Regions from separate parts of the Triticum aestivum genome. Here region 1 is linked to region 2. The links are chromatin contacts, called in public Hi-C maps. All regions are on one chromosome and are shown on one strand. Each heading gives the region's core, a stretch centred on a gene start, on an enhancer-like site or on the middle of the called end of the contact. The rest is flanking DNA. Distances are from core to core; before and after follow the strand shown.

What was found. Hi-C and Micro-C count contacts between places; a contact is called where the count stands out from the background.
Region 1: a contact with region 2 is called in a Hi-C map of leaf, with 5 times the contacts expected there. The contact joins the promoter of LOC123181781 here to the promoter of LOC780660 in region 2. A contact is called at or near these places in 3 of 5 Hi-C or Micro-C datasets (all in leaf).

Annotation. Positions count from the first base shown.
Region 1 is chr1D:322,887,348-322,891,214 of IWGSC CS RefSeq v2.1, forward strand. It overlaps LOC123181781 (phytochrome A-associated F-box protein-like), which reads left to right and starts at 1,876. Exons shown (of 1, transcript XM_044594116.1): 1 at 1,876-3,394. The coding sequence starts at 2,045. The coding sequence ends at 3,145.
Region 2 is chr1D:322,704,583-322,708,477 of IWGSC CS RefSeq v2.1, forward strand. It overlaps LOC780660 (serine/arginine-rich splicing factor SR30), which reads left to right and starts at 2,044. Exons shown (of 13, transcript XM_044594115.1): 1 at 2,044-2,212; 2 at 2,628-2,719; 3 at 3,340-3,405. The coding sequence starts at 2,633. LOC123181780 (chaperone protein dnaJ 49) reads right to left here and starts at 1,938. Exons shown (of 3, transcript XM_044594114.1): 1 at 1,800-1,938; 2 at 1-634. The coding sequence starts at 576.

The DNA.
Region 1 (3,867 bases), core at 626-3,125, 180 kb after region 2:
TTGGGTATTTATGGAGCTGAGATTAGGGTTAGGGGAGTCCCGAGGGGCCTACAAGCCTGGGCGGCGCCCCCCCCCCCCCGGGGCGCGCCCTACGAGCTTGTGGCTCCCTCATGGCCCCTCTGGCCTCCTCCCAAAGCTTCGTGGTTGTCTTCTGGTCCAAGAAAAATCCTCAAAAAGTTTCAATCTGTTTGGACTCCGTTTGGTATTGATTTTCTGTAAAAGACAAAAACAAGGAAAACACAACAACTGGCACTAGGCACTAGGTTAATAAGTTAGTCCCAAAAAATGATATAAAATAGCATATTAATGCATATAAAACATCCAAGGTGGATAATATAGTAGCATGAAACAATCAAAAATTATAGATACATTGGTGACGTATCAGCGGTATAAGTCATGCAGAAGTTAGAATACAATAGGTACTATGCAATAATAAAATATGAATGGGTTCATAACAGTACCTAAAGTTTATGATTTTCTTGTTATAGTAATGGATCTCACGAGGTTTCTGTTGAGTTTTGTGTGCTGAAGTTTTTAAGTTTTGGGTGAGATCACAATGGATAAAGGAACAAGGAGCAGCAAGACCGTAAGCTTGGGGATACCCAAGGCACCCCAGGGTAATATTCAAGGAGAACCAAGCATCTATGCCTCGGATGGCATCCTCTCTTTCGTCTACAATCCATCGGCATATAATTGGAGCTATATTTTTATTCATCACATGATATGAGTTTTGTCTGGAGCGTCTTGTATTATGGTAGTCTTTGCTTTGTTTGCTTTTTAGTTTTCCACAATCATTGTTTTGTCGCACACACCTTTTGAGAGGGGCACACATTTATACGTGATTTGTTAGAATACTCTATGTGCTTCACTTATATCTTTTGAGCTAGGCAGTTGCTCTAGCGCTTCACTTATATCTTTTAGAGCACGGCTCTCATGCTTCACTTATATATTTTTGAGAGTCTAATAAATAGTAGGGACCCTAAATAGTAATGGCAATATGCACAAGTTATGAAATTGGTCCTGATATGATTTGTATTCAAGAGGGATATAATAAAAACTTTCATGTAGATCACTGAATATGATAAGTTTGATTCCTTGCAGTAGGTTTGCGACATTGAGATGGTAATATGTGGGAGGTACTAGTGAATGATTGTTGTTTAGTAAGAATATTGATGTTAAGGTTTGTATATATGTGGGATGTATAGGTGAACAATTACGGATTTACCTGGTTTGGTTACACGAAGGATTAGTGTTGAAGCTAGGGAGGAGGGAGGGGACCCACCCATTTGAAATTAGCGCGGGGGGGTGTTATTTGGAAGCTTTTGTGAAACGGACGTAGATCACCCGTAGGTTCAGAATTATCGTTTGAGGTACTATTATGCACCTATGTGATTGTAATAGCGTGTGCCATTATATTAATATGTATTAAAAATAGTGTGTTCCACGTAGCTTATGTGAAGCGCACGCTGGGTGCCCTTTGAGATAAATGTTATCCGCGTGGCAAGATTTGTTTTGAGATGTAATTGTATTCTCTCTCTTTAACCATCCAACACCGCACATGGCCTTATTCAGCCTGGTCCTTTTTCTAGAAGGAGGTGATTTTTTTTCTCGTACCTGAAACCCTTCGATACACGTCGGTAGTGTGTGGGTGTGATGGAGTTGTGTTGTGCCTGCATGGTGTTCCTGGGACTGGGAGGGGTGAGAGACAAGGCTCTGTTGGAAGAATGTTGAGCCCCTCGTTTCAATCGAATAAAATAATCCCGGAGGTTGACACACGGGGGCCGAGAGTGACCGCTCATCGTTCGGCACACCCGCGCAGCCTACATCCACACGTTGCGATTGCAGGCAAGAGTTTTGTAACGACAAGAAAAGCATCATCTCATCCGTCTCCACAGCCCCCAGCCCAGGCCACCACCACAGAAAAACGGACACAACCACCCCGAAAGTTAAACCAGCCTCGCTCGCACCCGAACGGCCGAACGGTCCGCAGCGCAGCCACTCACTCACTCGCCAAGAAAGCAGGAGCGCGACGCGGGCCGCAGCCATGAGCGGCGCGGAGCACAAGGAGATCGCCGTCGTCGCCGCCAAGAGGCGGAGGGACGGCAAGGAGGAGGCTGCGGCGGCGGCGGAGGAGGCGGAACCGCTGTCGGCGCTAGCGGACGACGTGCTGCTGCAGATCCTGGGCCGCCTCGAGGGGGACCCGCGCGACTGGGCGCGCGCGTCCTGCGCGTCCCCGCGCCTCGCCGCGCTCCTCCGGGCCGCCTGCTTCCCGCCGCGTCTCTCCCGGGCGCTCCCCGCCGAGCTGCTCCCCGCGGACGGGGCGCCCGCCGCGTGGGCCGCGCTCCACAAGATGTCCGTCTGCTGCCCCGGCCTCCTCCGCGCCGGGGTCCTCCTCGAGCCCTCCGACGACTTCGGCCTCGAGCTCGACATCGGCCCCGACCTCACCGTCCCCGCCTCCTCATCCTCATCCCTCGAGCCCACGGCCACCTCCTCGCTCCAGCCGCCCAAGGCCGCCGCGCAGGCCGAGCCGAGACCCAGCGACGACACACTAGCCACCGCGGACGCCGCCGCATGGTCCCTCTACGATGACCTGTACCTGGACGCGGCCTACGACTGCTCCGAGACGCAGATCGCCGCCGCGCCCGCGCCAGCGGCAACGGCAGAGGAGAAGGAGGCGCCGCCGGCAGCCAATGCCGTCCGGCGCGGCGTAGTGTCGGGCACCCGCCGGCGGGCGCGGCGGTGGCTGGGGCCCGTGGGCGCGCACCTGGCGTCGGGGTCCTGGACGCTGAGCCGCGAGCAGGGCAACAAGCTGCTGGCCAGCCGGTTCCGCGGCGACCGGCTGTACATCTGCGAGTGGCCCGGGTGCGTGCACGCGGAGGAGCGGCGCAAGTACATGGTGTTCCGCGGCGTGTTCCAGGACTTCGCGCGCTCCCAGGTGCGGCGCGCGCTGCGGGACACGCGCCGCCCCACCGTCGCCGTGGACTGCGCCTTCTGCGGCTGCACGGAGGCGTGGGACCTCTACTCCGCCTTCTGCCTCCGCAGCTTCTACGGGTACCACGACGACGGCGAGCCCGTGGTGCGCGCCTACGTCTGCGAGAACGGCCACGTCGCCGGCGCCTGGACCGAGCGCCCGCTCTACGCCTGACCGCCTGCTCCAGTGCAGCGGCGGCGACATGACAGGCATACTAGAGACGCTCTGCCATTGTTGAATCGATCGCCAAACAGCATATCTCGCAGGCTCTTACGATAAGTTCGGTGTGTGCATGGCCGCGATGTGGATCTCGGCGAGCTCCGAGTGATGCATCTGTTCTCTTGTATCTTTTCATCTGATGTAGTAACTCTGGCTGATGCTTAGCATAAAAGAAGAATGAAAGCTCATGGATTTTTTACATAATTACATTGGCGCCATATGTATATTATACCCTGACGAGTTCTGATTCACAATCCGCGTCCTATGCAACTTATGTTCTACAATTACCGAACGCCGATTACGCTCTTTGCTCCACACCACACTGCTAGGTTAATTAGGGTAGGGTTGATCATCCTTGTTGGCATACTGGGCTTTTGAATCCTCCCCTTTCTGATTATTATCTTAAGCCTCAACTTGCAAGTTAGGGCGAGCATCAAGAGGATCCATGCGTGTCAGAGATTGTCAATATGATAATCAAAATTACCGAAAAAAGAAGTTGTCTGTGTGCACGATTGGTAGTTACTCCACCCCCATTTGGCAATTGGCACTGATCCTCTGGGATTGCGTTGCGTGGGATTCCTCACCAGAAGCAATAACAAAATAAGCTCCCCGTCCATGGCCGTCACTGCTTCCATGCAACTAAGTTAATATTCATTCCCTTTGCCATCACGTGGTGC
Region 2 (3,895 bases), core at 794-3,293:
TCGCCTAGCAGTTCTCTGCCTCATGACATTGGAATATTGGTCGTTAAACTCATGCCCCTCAAGGGTGCCTGTCTGATCATAGGTCTTCCGTGACTGATCATTGCCTAGGCACTTGAAAGCCTTGCTGAGCATCTTGAATGCATCTTCTGCCCCAGGAGCCTTGTTCTTGTCAGGATGAATTTTCAGTGACAACCTCCTGTAGGCCTTCCTAATCTCCTCCAAGGAGCAAGTCCTCTCCACTCCAAGAATTGCATAGTAGTCTTTGTTCTTCCTGATATCACGGATAACTCTAACATTCTCCTCGGTGTAACCTTTATCAACATTAGAAGGACCAACAAATTCTTTTGGCGTTTTTAGGTTTTCATGGCCTCTTCTGGTCTTGTCCTGGCAAGCAGTACCATTCAGATTCAGGGGATCAAACTTCTTGGTTGAGGTCAACAAATCAACAATTGGAAGGCTGGGATCCAATCTATGGGCAATTCGAATAAATTTGTCTGCTCGCTGTCTATCTCCAGATGCTAGCGCAGTCTGTGCAAGCTTGACAGACCTCAAGGCCTCATCTTTGTTCCCCTCCATGACTTAAGTCAATCGTTTCCCACTGGATTAAATATAGGCAGGGCGCTAAACTGATGCCCTGTGAAACAAGAGTAGATTAGATATCAGAAGAATTTAGAAAGTTTTTAGTGTGACTAACAAACTATGGATTCATAAGATAACGAACAGTATGAAAATAGTATATAATTCAAGAAATAGATCAGCATCAGGAATTAGTTGATGTAAACAAATAGCCCAACTAAGAATTAGCAAACTCCTGGGAGCTCTCAAAATCAGAAAATCCTGTACAACATCATTATGAGCAGAGTTAGATAAAACCAAAACTAAACAGATTGTCGCGCTCATCAATTATACAAACAAACTACATACGTTGAGCGAATTTTCTTGATGTCATAAACAAATTTAGCATGGGAAAACCCATTGATCAAACATCGCCATTCCAACATAGCACTGACCTACACAAACTGGTGGAAGGAATCAAACAAGCAACAGACACAGTACATAGCTCAACCTTAATCTCTCCATGGAGATCCCAAGGACGCAAACCGCATCCTTTTTTCTGGGTCTTTAGCGCAGTTCACGTGGGGTTGTGTTAGGGAAATGTTTTCCTGAGCTCCATCTACTTTTAGCCCCCTTGATTTGTTGTTTGTTTCTGTTCTGCTTTGGGCCTGTAGTAATCGTAAACTGAGAACCTCGGCGACAGCGTGTGGCGTGAGTGTGTAGGGCTGTTATGCGTGGCCGGTGTGGCTTTATTAATCTAAAGCCAGGCTCCGCTCGAGCCTTCCGTCGAAAATAGGCTCAACCTAAGAACTTCTAGGCATTCAACAACTCAAGTAATCAGCAAGCAATCCGGCCGAGAAGGTCCAGACCTGCCATACATGGCCGCTCTGCTGCCCAAAGCTCCTAAGCAAGACCACTTAAATTCTGTCTGTTCCAGAATTTGGGCTAGAGGAACCGGCAGATACTATTGAACTACACAGAATCCTATGCCTGATCGATCCAAATTAGCCGCCGACTAGAAAAAGCAAGATCCTGACTAAACAAGAACCACGTGTACACGAATCACTCGACCCTACCTACCGCCGCGATTCTCGCAGACCCTAGGCCGCACAGCATCGCAATCAGGAGGAGCACAAGAGTCCAAGTTGCCCCGAGTACCCGTGTTCGCGGCGACAGGATCGAGGCGGAACTAACAGAGTTGGGATTCTGGATTAATCTGAGAGCGATCGACCGGAAGTTCTTACCGGAGAGAGAATCCGGCGCGGCGAGGAGACCCGCGCCACCACCGTCCGACGGGGGAGACCAAGAGAGGAAGAAGAGGATGGGCGGAGGAGGCACTTTTCCGCGGAGCCCCTCGGGTTTTACCCCCTCTCACGATCCCAACCACCGAGCGGAAGGCTTCTGTCTGACTGGGGCTGGTTGGCGGTGGCTGGGGCTGGGGCCCAAAGCCCAGAAGTTAGATCCACGGCTGGTCTATGCTGCACGGATCGTAAAGCACGCGACCCCCCTCACTGCCTCGCCCCACCTTTCATATCGGCCGCCGCTCCCCTCCGAAGCTTCTCGATCCCTCCCCCCGCTTCCGTTTCCGTTTCCGTTTCGTCCCCGTCGTCTCCCCCCTCGCCGCGGCGGCGGAGTCGCCCGCACTCGCTGCGCGCAGGTCAGTCGAACCCTACTTCTCCCGCTCTAATCCCAGCGTACGAGCTCCCGCTCCTCCCTCCTGATCGCTGCTGCTCTTGCGTGCTCATTTCTTTCCTCTCTCCGCGCGGTAACGGCGTCCTGTTTTTTTTCGGGTTCAGCGGTAGAGCTATCGTGTTCGCCGCAGTCGTGATCTTAGTGGTTTCGGCGAGGTGAGATGCAGTGCTTGTTCGGTCTCTTGTTTAGTTAGTCTCTTTTTTCCCTCGAGCAACTGGGTCGGGTTTTTTTTTTCCTTTACGAAATGGGTCGGAATTTTCTCTTGATTGATTCCCGAACTTGGGTCGCCACTTCTGCTATTTGATTCCCGCCGAGATTTTGCTTAGGTTTGTGCGAGCTAGCAGCTAGTTGCTGATCTGATTTTTTTCCCTTTCTTGCAGGAACGATGAGCCGACGTAACGGCCGCACCATCTACGTGGGCAACCTCCCCGAGGACATCCGCGAGAGAGAGATTGAGGATCTCTTCTACAAGGTTAGGTTCTAAATAGTTTGGGTTTGTTCACCTGTACCTTTGCCTTGTGCTTCTGTTCTGTTAAGAAATCGCCAGTTCAGTTCAGTTCAGCGGCAAGGTGGTCGGTATTATGTTCTGATAGCAGCTTAAACTGTATGCTTTGCATTAGCAGTTACACATGGAGGTTATAAATTCGCAACTTCTTTTTATGTATGAAACGACGTATTAGGTTAAGTGTTGTTAAACTGGAAGACATATGTACATATTTTCATTTTTCTTGTAACATGGACTATTGAGAGTGTTTGCGGTTGTGTGCACACTGGACAAGATAGTTTGATATTGTAACGTCAGTCGATATGTACTCTCAGTCTCTCACTGCGTCATTGTGACGTAATAAAAAAAAACTGGTGTTCAGTGTGAATTCCACGATGTCAAATTTTCAGTTCTATTCTCCACCAAAAATAACAAGTTATATTTCACCTTAACCTAAATGGCATCTCTTGAGTTTGTCATCCTATGTGGGTATTGCAAGAGGATTTGCAGAAAGCAAGCCAATTAGGTGTCACAATATGATAAAAAAAATCTGTTTAAGGAAGCATTCCTGCATGTCAATTTAATCTTCTATTACTTTGCTTCTGCAGTACGGTCCTATTGTCGATATCGATCTGAAAATTCCTCCAAGGCCTCCTGTTTATGCTTTTGTCGAGGTAATGTGCTTTGGTCATTGTTTTGTTAGAATATTTATTCTTGCTCACTACTATGTATTCGTATTTCGTAGTATAAATTATTTTTCTGTAAGGTTGTCTGGGTGACAAATTTGAGATGAGTTATGTTAAAATATACTTTGATAAGATTTTTTAGAAAATCAGATTAGCATATAGTAGGTCAATTTTTTCTCTCGAGTTACGTCAAAAGTGCTATAAGACAATCTTGAAAAAATAAGTCTTTTGAGCTTTAGGACATGTTGATTTTGCTCTCTGGCTTATAGAATACTAAAACAAGATGATTCCATCCCATCCCTAGAAGCCACTTAAAGCATAACCCCTTATAATGTGTCCTAAAACTGTTACAACAAAATCATGTTGTCCTATAAGACTCAAAAACTGGTAGTATAGTTACATGGTTATACCTCCTTTTAAGAGGATACCCTGAAACCCTCATTGGCACATTGTGCAAAACAGCATGCTTTCATACAGA